4 separate regions of the Mus musculus genome follow, and all the other regions are linked to region 4. Evidence: chromatin contacts called from public Micro-C and promoter capture Hi-C data. All regions are on one chromosome and are shown on one strand. Each heading gives the region's core, a stretch centred on a gene start, on an enhancer-like site or on the middle of the called end of the contact. The rest is flanking DNA. Distances are from core to core; before and after follow the strand shown.

Evidence for each region. Hi-C and Micro-C count contacts between places; a contact is called where the count stands out from the background. Capture Hi-C pulls out chosen DNA fragments and counts their contacts.
Region 1: a promoter capture Hi-C map of adipose tissue shows a contact between it and region 4. The contact joins the promoter of Hbq1b here to the promoter of Ubtd2 in region 4. A contact is called at or near these places in 5 of 39 promoter capture datasets (the 3T3-L1 cell line, 3T3-L1-derived adipocytes, the HPC-7 cell line and 1 more), 1 of 484 Hi-C or Micro-C datasets (nephron progenitors) and 3 of 9 other capture datasets (adipose tissue, liver and pancreatic islet).
Region 2: a contact with region 4 is called in a Micro-C map of embryonic stem cells, with 5 times the contacts expected there. The contact joins the promoter of Snrnp25 here to the promoter of Ubtd2 in region 4. A contact is called at or near these places in 5 of 39 promoter capture datasets (the HPC-7 cell line, hematopoietic stem and progenitor cells, hippocampal neurons and 2 more), 7 of 484 Hi-C or Micro-C datasets (CD4 T cells, LSK cells, embryonic stem cells and 2 more), 1 of 115 datasets of contacts at active chromatin or transcription factors (memory CD8 T cells) and 2 of 9 other capture datasets (adipose tissue and liver).
Region 3: a Micro-C map of embryonic stem cells shows a contact between it and region 4, with 3 times the contacts expected there. The contact joins the promoter of Rhbdf1 here to the promoter of Ubtd2 in region 4. A contact is called at or near these places in 3 of 39 promoter capture datasets (fetal liver, hippocampal neurons and liver), 4 of 484 Hi-C or Micro-C datasets (CD4 T cells and embryonic stem cells), 3 of 115 datasets of contacts at active chromatin or transcription factors (bone marrow-derived macrophages, embryonic stem cells and pancreatic cancer cells) and 3 of 9 other capture datasets (adipose tissue, liver and pancreatic islet).

The regions. Positions count from the first base shown.
Region 1 is chr11:32,285,087-32,288,239 of GRCm38.p6, forward strand. Hbq1b (hemoglobin, theta 1B) reads left to right here and starts at 1,878. Exons shown (of 3, transcript NM_001033981.3): 1 at 1,878-2,021; 2 at 2,117-2,321; 3 at 2,428-2,826. The coding sequence starts at 1,927. The coding sequence ends at 2,556.
Region 2 is chr11:32,203,971-32,206,839 of GRCm38.p6, forward strand. Snrnp25 (small nuclear ribonucleoprotein 25 (U11/U12)) reads left to right here and starts at 1,445. Exons shown (of 5, transcript NM_030093.3): 1 at 1,445-1,693. The coding sequence starts at 1,652. It also overlaps a transcript of Il9r not described here.
Region 3 is chr11:32,220,903-32,223,669 of GRCm38.p6, forward strand. Rhbdf1 (rhomboid 5 homolog 1) reads right to left here and starts at 1,391. Exons shown (of 18, transcript NM_010117.2): 1 at 1,267-1,391.
Region 4 is chr11:32,454,087-32,456,951 of GRCm38.p6, forward strand. It overlaps Ubtd2 (ubiquitin domain containing 2), which reads left to right and starts at 1,284. Exons shown (of 3, transcript NM_173784.4): 1 at 1,284-1,460. The coding sequence starts at 1,391.

The sequences.
Region 1 (3,153 bases), core at 628-3,127, 170 kb before region 4:
TGGGTATCCTGGAACTCACTCTGTCGCCCAGGCTGGCCTCGAACTCAGAAATCTGCCTGCCTCTGCCTCCCAAGTGCTAGGATTAAAGGCATGCACCACCACTGCCCGGCTGCCCTGAAACTCTTGATCCTCTTGTTTCTACCCCTGAGTTCTGATATTTCAGATATGTGCCTTCATGCCCAGTTTATGCAGTGCTTGGGAATTGATCTCAGAGTTGTATATGTATATGCATACATACATACATATTAAAAACTCTACTGACCGAGGGACATCTATACACCCACAAATAATATTTTTGAACTATTGACAGCAAAGAGTAAATTTCTCATACAATGGATATAAACCTTAAAAAAATGTCAAGTGGAAGAAACCAACAGGACAAAGGTCACACAGTGCATGGCTTCATGTTTGTAAAATATCAAAACTGGGGGAATCTATAGGGACAGTAAGTAGCCTCCTGGTTGACAGAGCCTTTTGGTGGGTGTTGGATGGTTACGGGCAAGTGGGCTAGAGGTACTATTTTAGTTAGTAAAAGTTCTGGAAATGGTTATAGTGAAGACTGCACAACATTGTGGAAGAATATGACATCACTGACGTATACCCATCAAACATGTCTAAAATGCACAGGACTTTGAGCCACATGCCTCTAGTTCCAGAACATTGGAACTTGACCATAGTCACACAAAAACCCAAATAAGAACAGAATCTTTCATGTAATGATGATGTATTCACCGAGGGTGTCATCATTGCTGTCATTATTGAGATATATAATAGGCACTCTAAAGGTCATTGTCCCCAAAGGAATTTGCCCTATGATCCAGGCATATAATATTTTTCATCTACTTAATTCTCACAGCTCTGATAAGAATATATTTTTGAAACAGACTTAGATTTTATTTATTTGAAGAATTATTTATTCATTTTAACTATGTAAGTACACTGTAGCAGTTTTCAGACAAACCAGAAGAGGGCATCAGATAGTTTTGAGCCACATGTAATTCCTGGTAATTGAACCCAGGACCTCTGGATGAGCAGTCCCATCTTCTTAACCACTGAGCCATCTCTCCAGCCCCCACAGTTGGAATGTATTAAAGGGGATTTTTATCTGAAGTGGTTTAGGCAGAGTCAGGGTCTCATTATGTAGCACTGCTGGCCTGGAGTTCCATATGTAGGCCAGGATAGTCCTGAACTCACAGACATCCTTTTACATCTGCCTCCAAGTGCTAAGATTAACCTGTACCTGTGCCACAAGACCCAGATTGAAAGGGGTGTTTAATGTAGATTTAAATCTCTTTCATTTTATTTCACACGTGTGGGTGTTTGGGCTGCATGGATATCTGTGCATCTCTTGTATGACTGTGGAAGACAGAAGAGGGCTTGGATCTACCTGACCTGAATTTACAGGCAAATGTGAGCAGGCATGTTTGTGCTGTGAACCAAAGCCAGGTACTCTGGGAGAGCAGTTAGTGCTCTTAACTGCTGAGCCATCTGTCCATCCCCTTTAAATGCAGATTTAACTATGTTGATATTTAACGAAAGGAGACGTGTTCCAGGAGAAAAAAAAAAAAAAAGACCAAGTATGGGTACGGGCTCCTGACACTCAGTCCTTTTCAATAATGAATAAGAAAGGAAAACCTGTGAAGTTTCCGAACGACTCGGGAGGCAGGACGAGCCGACAGTGCCAAATGAACACTAAAATCCATTGTAATCGATAGTACATATTATATGCCAATGTGCATGCAGTAAACACTTTAAAATGTAAGGCGTGGAGGGGGAGCCCAGGGAAACAGAGGGCTCAAAGCTGAACCAGAATCTGTGAACACCTAGGCATCCTGGAACGATGCAGCGCCCCCTGGCGGCCTCTTGTGTTTCAGGACGTCTTTGAGCTCAGCCAGCGGGCAGAGCGCAAGGCTCAGTTCACTGAAGATGGCTCGGTCCCAGGATGATCAGTGGCTGGTCCTTGCGCTCTGGAAGAAGATGGGCAGCAATGTCGGAATCTACGCGACCGAGGCTTTGGAGAGGTACGCCCTCGGGCTCATCTTCCAACGGACTGCGGGGCGAAGACCGGCTCTCTGTACCTCCGGGTCCGGCTGAGCCCAACCCTGTTTTCCTACAGGACCTTCGTGGCTTTCCCCTCCACCAAAACCTACTTCCCACACTTGGACCTGAGGCCAGGCTCTAGCCAGGTTAAAGCCCATGCCCAAAAGGTGGCCGATGCACTGACTCTCGCTACCCAGCACCTGGACGACCTGCCTGCTTCTCTGTCTGCTCTCAGTGATCTACATGCGCACAAGCTCTGTGTGGACCCTGCTAACTTCCAGGTGAGTCCTGTATTGAGCTCACCCCGGGTTGCTGGAGATGTGGGTCCCTTCAAGGCTTGGTGTAGGGGAGAAATTAAGGCAAGGCGTGGCGGTTCTCTTTCTTCAGTTCTTCAGCCACTGTCTGCTGGTGACTCTCGCCAGGCACTATCCTGGAGACTTCAGCCCAGAGATGCATGCCTCCTTGGACAAGTTTCTGGGTCACGTGACTTCGGCACTGGTCTCCAAATATCGCTGAATTGGGGATACAGGGTTCTATAGTCTCCACCCATGCCCTTCCTAAAGCTCACAATGTTTGAGTAAACCTCCCCAGGGCTGCATTGTTGTCCTGGACGCAGAGGGGCACGAGAGAAATATACTCCCCGCGTCCAGTACTCCTAAACAAGGTTCCAAGAGACTGAAAGTACAGATAAGCTGGTGTCTCAGATCTCATATGGGAGGCAGCCATCCCTTGTTTGTATTGTTTTATTGTGTTTTTGCCTTTGAGATAAATTTCATGTTCTCATGTAACCCAGGCTGGTCTCTCAAATCCATACTAAAAAATAGGTTGGTTTTGAACTCCTGATCCTTCTGTTTCCACCCCTTTCTCCAAACCATCCCCCAATCCCCACCCACCTTGGTTTACCTACCATACCTGGCTCCAGAGTGGCTCTTTCTCTTTCTTTCTTTCTTTCTTTCTTTCTTTCTTTCTTTCTTTCTTTCTTTCTTTCTTTCTTTCTTTCTTTCTTTCTTCCTTCCTTCCTTCCTTTCTTTCTTTCTTTCTTTCTTTCTTTCTTTCGGTTTATTTATTTTATGTATATGAGTACACAGTCGCTGTCTTCAGACACACCAGAAA
Region 2 (2,869 bases), core at 195-2,694, 250 kb before region 4:
GTAGATTTTCTGTTTATTTTTGTTTTGAGAAAGGGTCTCACTATGTAACCTGTTCCTCTTACTTTCTTCTTTATCTCTGCTGTGCAACTCTCCTGGGCTTTAAACCCTTTCTCCTGCCTCAGTCTCTCCAAGTGCTAGGATTTTCTCCAAGTGCGTACAACAAGCTTGGCATAGGGGATAAGAGTTTTAAGTAGGATAACCATGATTGAGGGAGGGAGGGAGGGAGGGAGGGAGGGAGAGAGGGAGGGAGGGAGAGGGAGGAGAGGGAGAGAGAGAGAGAGGGAGGGAGGGAGAGAGAGAGAGAGAGAGAGAGAGAGAGAGAGACACGGTTGTTGTTCTTCCAGAGGGCCAAATTTGATTCCCAGCACTCACACGATGTTTCTCAGTGCCCAGAAGAAATACACGCCGAAAATGACCCATACACATAGGATTTTAAAAATGAGGCAAGTGATTAAAGTAGCTATCCAGGGAATGTGACGGGAGCAAAGAAAAAAGAAAAAGCCCACAGTGCTGCCTACACAGCGTCCTCATAAGAACAGTTGTTACAGGGACTGGTGGTGTAAAAGAACACGAGGACTAGAGATCAGCGCATGGCAAGGCTGCCCTTGACAGCTCCGAGGACCACAGGTCCCGCCTAGATTTGTTTTGTTTAGACAACTTCCCTCTGTAGTCCCTGCTCTCCCATACAGACCTAGCTCTCGATTCAGATCCAACTGCCTCTGCCTCCTGTGTGCTGAGATTAAAGGTGTGTGCCACCAAGCCAAAGCTTCACTTCACTTTTTATTCTATTTGTGTGTGTGTGTGTGTTGGAGTTGGAGTTGGTTTTTGTGCGGGGAGGGGGTTGGTGGGTTTTTTGGTTGGTTGGTTGGTTGGATTTTTGAGACAGGGTTTCTCTGTATAGCCCTGGCTGTTCTGGAACTCACTCTGGCCAGGCTGGCCTCGAACTCAGAGATCCGCCTGCCTCTGCCTACCAAGCGCTGGGATTAAAGGCGTGCACCATCATGCCCGGCTTCCACCTTACTTTAAAGTGGACCTTTTAGGCAATTTTTTGGAATGGAGCCCATGGCATAATCTCAAGTGACTGCGAAGCGACCTGGCTGGGGCAACAGCACGCGAGTGGCAACGGCAGGCCCCAGGCAGCAGGAGGCGCCCGCCTCCCAGCGTCACCTTGTTGGGTGATGCCGTGCACGGGGACAGGTGTCTTGCGCGAAACGATAGCAACGCTGGCCTTCCTTGACAACCAGCCCAGACCGAAGAGAAGCTCAGCAGCGGGGAACAGAATAGCTCGTAGCTCCCGCGCCGCTCGCACCACCAACGTGACCTGCTCTATCCAGCCAATAACCTGCTGTCTGCACGCTCCCAGCCTCCCGAAGACTCGCACATTTCATTGGCTACTGAAGCCACGCAGTATACCATTGGCTAAGCTATCTCGTCGGGGCGGGACACAATCACTGCGCACGCGCCTTTTGCTTATCAACCTGGAAGGCAGGGCAGGCTGGAGGAGCGCCGGAAAGCAACACTAGTCTAGTAGTAGGCAGTCCTGGAGGACCCGGAGGCTGAGGATCGGCCGGAGGTGCCGGAGGACGACGAGGATGATGAGGAGACATTGCCCCATTCCGAGGCTGTGGACGTGTTCCAAGAAGGTCTCGCCATGGTGGTGCAAGACCCGCTGCTCTGCGACCTTCCGATCCAGGTGCGAGACAGGGCTCTGGGGTGTGGATGGGCGCTGGTGGTCCCACCAGAGAAAGACGCTTCTGCGCATAAGTGGAACGCTTAGGGTGAGGAGCCCCTCTGAGCCGTGAAGTTTGAATTAAACAAACACTAAGATATGAACTCAGGATGAGTGTGACAAGTCTTTTCCTTTTGCCTGAAACTTCAGTATGCGTGACTTAGTAGTTAATGTATTCTTTAACCTTGCCAATCAAAGGTGTTTTTATTTAACGTCTGTGTGCGCACAGAACTGGGAGCCAAACTGAGAACCTTTCGAATGCTAAATAAGTGCTCTACCACTGAGTTACACAAGTTTATTTGTACTTCCCTCTGTGTTTTATTAAAACATCTCTTGTCTGGCCAGACCTTTAATCTCAGCACCCGGGATGCCGAGGCAAGGGAATCTCTGTGAGTTTGAGGCCAGCCTGATACATTGAGAGCTCCAGGCCAGCCAAGGGTCTGGAGTAGTGGGTCTCTGCCTCAAAACAAACAAAAGACATTTTGTTATCAAAGGTTTTAGGTAGCCGGTCAGTTGCACCCTGGACCTGAGGTACAGGCCTGGAGCCTCTTGATACAATACTCTCAGGATCGCCAGGCCCAGTGTTAATTGAAAATCCTAACACACAATAGGTGTCTTAGTCAGAGTTTTACTGCTGTGAACAGACAGTGTGACCAAGGCAACTCCTTTTTTTTTTTTTTCCTTTAAAGTTTATTCAATACAACCTAATCTCCAACTTCACTGAGGTGGCTGACCACGTGGACTCTTATAAGGACATTTAATTGGGGCTGGCTTACATGTTCAGAGGTTCAGTCCATTATCATCAAGGCAAGAGCATGGCAGCATCTAGGCAGGCATGGTGCAGGGGGAGCTGAGAGTTCTACATCTTCATCTGAAAGCTGCTAGCAGAATATTGGCAGCAAGGATGAGGGTCTTAAAGCCCAAGCCCATAGTGACACACCTACTCCAGCAAGCTACACCTATTGTAACTGGGCCACACCTTCTAATAGTGCCACACCCTGGGCTGAGCATATGCAAACCATAACAGTAGGCAAGCTTGGTTCCCTTTTTTGATCAGGGCCACTGACAGGTAGGTATATATCATCTATAACTAGGGAGACATTAAGGCATCAGGTGTCTCCAAGTGACGCTCCCCAGCAG
Region 3 (2,767 bases), core at 141-2,640, 230 kb before region 4:
AGGAGGGAGGGCCCTGACTGTCCCTTAATGGGAGACCCAAACCAGCACCTCTAGACCCCGAGGGGAGCTATACTGGCTCACCCAAGTGGACTTCCCAGTAAGGCTCCTGCAGAGGAGCTAGCCAGCCATGGAGGCTGCCTGGAGTTCTGTGGACTGGTGCCAGAACCTGTACTACCCTACCCTGTACTGTACTGGACCTACCCGACACCCTTGCCCTCTTACCCGGATTGCCCAGAATGACCCTGGTAAGCATAGGGCTCAGCCTCTGCAACCTCTTGAGAACTGGCCAGCTGCTGAGTTCCCCAGCATCCTCTAGGCTTAAGGGCGGGGGCAAGGGGCTGAGGCTCGCCCCATGGAGGTGGGGAGCACCTAGCCTGGGACTGCCCCGACTTCTTAGCTGGTCTAAACCTGAAAAGCCAGTTTCATCCTAGAATCTTCTCCCGGCTTCAACAGGAAGTGGGGAGGGGGGGCTTTCCCAGGACAGAGCGGGGGGCCTCCGGATCCAGGCCCCGCCCACGCAGACAGACACACTACTCCAAGAGGCACACGGAGCAGGAACTCTGGTCCGGACTATCTGAGCGGAAAGAAAGCCTAGGGGGAGTCCCTTGACCGTTCTCCACCCAGCTCTACTAGCGTGCTCCCAGCAGGACAGACAGGCCCTCTCGCCTATCCCTGAGCCCTTGGGGTCCGCGGTCACCCCACCGCGCCCAGGCCTACTTCAAGATCCCGACTGTGGCCTCGGGCTCGCCCCCGGGGCCACTGTACAGGGCAGGAGATGTCTTTGGAGGCACTTCCCGAGTTTGCCGATGCGAACCGGGCTGAAACGGGCCGAGCAGGCCCAGCCGAGCTCCCCGGCCCGCAGCTGCCACTGTTACTCCCGTGAGTGGGAGGAAGCGGACCCTGTGGCCCGAAGTCGCGCTCTCTGTGCAGAGTTTCAGACGCCACCTTCGGGGCCCTGGGAGCACGGAGGGCATGGGGTGTGGGGGCTGGCAGCGGAGGGGCCGCTCAGGGCGGCTGCGGCCCCCGGACTCCTGTCCCCGGGGACCCGGCGGGGCTGCTACTCCGCTGCCCCGCCCGCCAGGCCGCGCCGATCCGACCACGGGCTATTTCTGTGGGGCGCCGGGCTGGAATCCGGGCCGCGCCGCCTGCGCCGGCGCTCGGGAAACTCCGCGCACCGACTGCCAGCGATCGGCGGACACGCGCCAGAACGCAAGCTCCGCACTCGCCCGCCCGGAACCCCGCGCAAAGACCCCGGCCGCCACTCACCGCCGTAGGGTCCTCAGAAGGGTCTGCACCGGCTGCTGCCGCCGCTGCGGGCCGGGAGGGCGCCCGCGCCTAGTCCCTGCCTGCGCCGCCCGCGCGCCGGCCCGACCCGTCCGCCTGGGAATGCCACGGGCCGAGGGGCGTGCGCGCCGGGGGCGGGCCCGGCAGAGGGGCGGCCGCCTGACTCAGGGCTGAGGAATGCGCGCCGCCCGCTGCCAGCCCCGGGCGCCTCCTCCGGGAAGACCTCCGGCTGTGCTCTGCCAGGGGTCCCGCAGAGACACCTGTAGCTGGGAGTCGGGCTCGCCAGCGACCACCTTAATCATAACATCTGTCTTGGACTCGCCTTTCCATACTCCTTCATCTTGTGCTGCCCCTGTGCTTGGGAAGAGAGGAAGGGGACCTCCAAAGCAAGAGGGTGGCGTGGGAAGGGACCTAAAAGGCAGATTGAACGCCCCTTCCGAAGGCACGCACTGGCACATCACTGAGGGTCCCGAAGCTCTCACTTGTCCTGTGCACACGCGCCTGATCTTTCTAACAAACATTCATGCATTCAGGCCTCTCGCACCTGTTTACACAGACACGTGCGCACACCTATTCAAAATGCACTTCCATGGGCTCACACTCTCTACCCTAACACATTTATAAGTGTGCACACTCACGTTCATACACTGATACACCATTTCACAGGAACCGCAGCTCAGCAATTACCCCTTCCCCTACTTCTTTCCCAGCAGGTACAAGGGTTAGACTACACCTGCCACCCCTCAAGCCATTACATCCGCGCATGCGCTCACTCTTCTCTCTTCAGCCTCAGTGCTCACGTATAACGTCAGGCACGGTTCATCACTCTGTATACTGGACAGGAAGTGCTTCTTTTGCTCTCGGCTGAGGCTGAAGGCTGAGGGAGAAGAAAGCTGTCGTGGTGCAGATGTTCTGGGCTCCTGTAACCCACACATGCCAAGCCAGAGATGGGACAGTCTTCATGCCTAGCATTCTTGACTCATGCTAGGAATAAGCAGGGTCTGGACGCCCAAACTGGGCTGGCTGGAGGTGCGGGGGTTGCATCCTTTCTGGAAAATCAGGGAACCGGCCACAGGAACCGGGCATCTGGTGCCTGTAGGTCCCTACTCCTTCCTGCTGTGGATGCTGCAGGGTCACCTAGACCTTTGTTGAGACCTAGAAATCTATTACCAGCTGCAAGAAGTCCTACAGGAGACTCACTGTGAAGACACACCCAGGGGTCAGTCGTCTTTTCTTACAGAAAGAATTCTTCTGTGTTTATTTTTATCTCTGTGTGTGGTTGCAGGTGCCCACACATGCCAGAGGGGGCATCAGATCCTCCTGGAACTGTAGTTATAGGCAGTTGTGAGCTGTCCAGTGTGTGTGCTGGGAGCCAAGCTCTGGTCCTCTGTAAAGGCAGAAAGCTCTCTTAGCTGCTGAGCCATCTCTCCAGCCCAAGTCATCTTCAATGCAAGAATACCACAGTGCTGTCAGCACACAGTGA
Region 4 (2,865 bases), core at 34-2,533:
CTGCCAAACCTTTGCAAAAAGATTGAACCAATTTACACTCCCACCAGCAGTGCATGAGAATACATTTAAATGCAAATCCTAAGAAGCAGACTGTCTCTTTCTTAGGTATTTCACTTAAAAAAAATTTTTTTTTTAATGCTAAGCAAAAGCTGACCCAGGGTTTTATAAAAGGAAAGTCTGGCATAAAAGTGGAACAGCTTAGGCAAAAAAAAAAAAAAAAAAAAAGAAAAAAAAATGCTTTCAAAGACCCAAGCACCCAAGCAGGCCGATAAAAATGTTAAGGCGCCACAGCAAGGAGCACAACTCCAAAGGGGCCATTAACAGTTTGGCTTAGGTTGGGATGGTAACCGCCAAGAATGTTGGGCGTGGTCAATGTACCAAATTCTAGTTTATAAAATGCAGAGTATTAATATTAATACTTCACTTTGTTCTAAAGACGACTTAAGATGTCTAATGCCAGGATCTAGAGTGGTAGTATTGTCGGTAAAGCGAAGCCTGTGGGAACGATACACACACCCGTGCCCCTTCGCTCCCCGCACGGGACAACAGGCCTGCACAATCAGAGAGCACCTCTACCAAGCGGGCGCAGTGATGGCAGGGGCTGCGGACCTGGGGTAAGGGAAACCCAGACTCGGTGGCCAGCTCGCTGCTTTCCACAAATTCAAGGGGTGCAGGGACTTGCGGTCAGGCTAACCCCTCTAAGCACGCCCAGCCCGTCTACGACCCAGAGTCTCCTACGACTCCTCGGTACCCTCTCCCACCGGCCACACCAGAAGGAGCCCCACCTCGTCCTCAAGTAAGGACGAGCTGGCCACTTCGTCCTTACTTGAGTCCTCCCCCTTCTTTCCGGCCCACCTCCGCTTGCCCCCTACTCTCCCGGCCTCGGGCGCTCGTCTCCACTCGGTTCTGCTCGGTATTCTCCGCCCCCTCGGTGCATGCAGCCAATCAGAGCGCGGCCCCGCCCCTCGAGGCCGTTCCAGCGGGCCGGCCGAGTGCAAGCCGAGCCCGGCTGAGGGTGGCGCCGCGGGCGGGGGCGATGGGGCCTGGCAGCCGGGTGGCGGCGGCGGCAGTGGTGGGGCTTGCCTAGACGCGGGGGCGCGGGGAAGTGAGGGGCGAGCGGGCGCTGCGGCCCGCCCGGGATGGGCCAAGCCCGGCCTGGCGGGGCCGAGCGGGAGCCGAGGAAGGCACGCGGGCCGGGCCTGCGGGCCAGGCGGCCGGGGGGCTGAGGTAGAAGTGGGCGCGGAGGAAGGGGCTGGGCGAGGCGGTGGGAGGAGCGGCGAGGGGGCGGAGGCTGAGCGGCGAGAGAGCGGCGCCTGGCCCGAGGCGGCGACGCGGGAGCAGGCTGAGGCGGCGGCCGGGACGAGCGCCCTGAGGTGGCGGCCGCGGCCCCATGGGCGGGTGCGTGGGCGCCCAGCACGACTCTTCGGGCAGCCTCAACGAGAACTCGGACGGCACGGGAGGTAGGTGGCGCCAGGGGGCAGCCGCGGCCCCCCATTGTTCGCGGCGGCGGCCACCTGTCCCGACCCCGCGCCCCTTTGTCGTTTCTGCTCTGCGTCGGCCCCGCCACGCGCTTCGGGCCCCACGCGGGACCGCGGGCCTAGGCCTGGATTGGGGGGTACTCTAGCTGGGAGGACAACTCGGCTGCCGGATTGCGGCTCGTGGGGCCGGGGAGGGGGACAGCCGGGAGTGCCCCCGACGGGCCCCGCCGCACCCCCAGCCCTTCCCGCGTCGGCAGAGTTGGCCGGGCTCAGCTTTCCTGAGTTTCGGATGACAGCTGCCCCGGTTGGTTCCAGTTTCTGGAGCTGGGTTGGGGAAGTCTCCAAGTGGCCATGGGCAGTGTTTTATGGAGGAGGGGGGAGACGATCGGCCCGAGGAAAACGTGGCTCTCTGCTGCTGCCAGGGGCGTTAGCCCAATGTGCCGTCGGGGCGCACTCGTCAAATTCCGATGTGTCTTACGTAAAAGGAAAACGTGCAGGATAGAAAGTACCCCAGTATAAGATTAGTGCTTTGAGTAAAAGTTTTTCCAACGCGACTCGCACTTCTGGGTTACCGTAACCGTGATGAGAGGTCTCTTAATTCCATTCGTAGTCGTTGTAGAGGGATAGGAGTGGTAAGATTGACTCTGCTTTTATTGACCTTAAAAGTGCGGAGCCCATCCAGTATATAGAGTGTGTAGAAGTTCGAACCTTGTAGAAAAGAGCCACCAACCAGGGATAACATGATTTGATTCGAACCTTGTATTGGGTGCCTTCAAATCGGGTGCATATTTTAAAGTTGTTTAGTTGCATGAGAATAGGCACATCTTTTCACACCTTGAGACGACTCTTAGGCACCCAACTTTTGTACAAGACATTTCCCTTTTTACGTGATGTTTTAGCCGTTCCACTTCACTAAAATCTCTGTCACTAAATGTTGGGCAAGTTATTTGAGAACTCAGTGAAAACTGTCGTGAAAAAGTAGTCCATGGAAATGCTCCTTTGTAGTGGATTTCACGTCACAGCCTATTTACTTGGTGAGGTCCTTTTGACAACAAAGCCCAAGTGTAGAAAGGGCGTGATACCACTGGGCTGAGGGCAGATCAGTGATCAGATGGTACCAGTTAAGCATGCTAGTACTTACTAGCATTCAGTATAACTTTGACATATGTTAAAATTATAATATTCCTTTAAGATTGAGCCTTTTGGCAGTGCAACTTAGGATCCAATCACAGTATTAGCATGAGCTTTTAGAAGCATGAAATCCTAGCTTTAGATAATTTCTACCAGTAGCCTACAGTTAGATAGCTCTAATATCTGTTTCTTTCAACATTTAAGTTTTCTGGACCATAATCTGCAGTTTTTCTAAAGAGAAGTTTTAAAAGAGGGA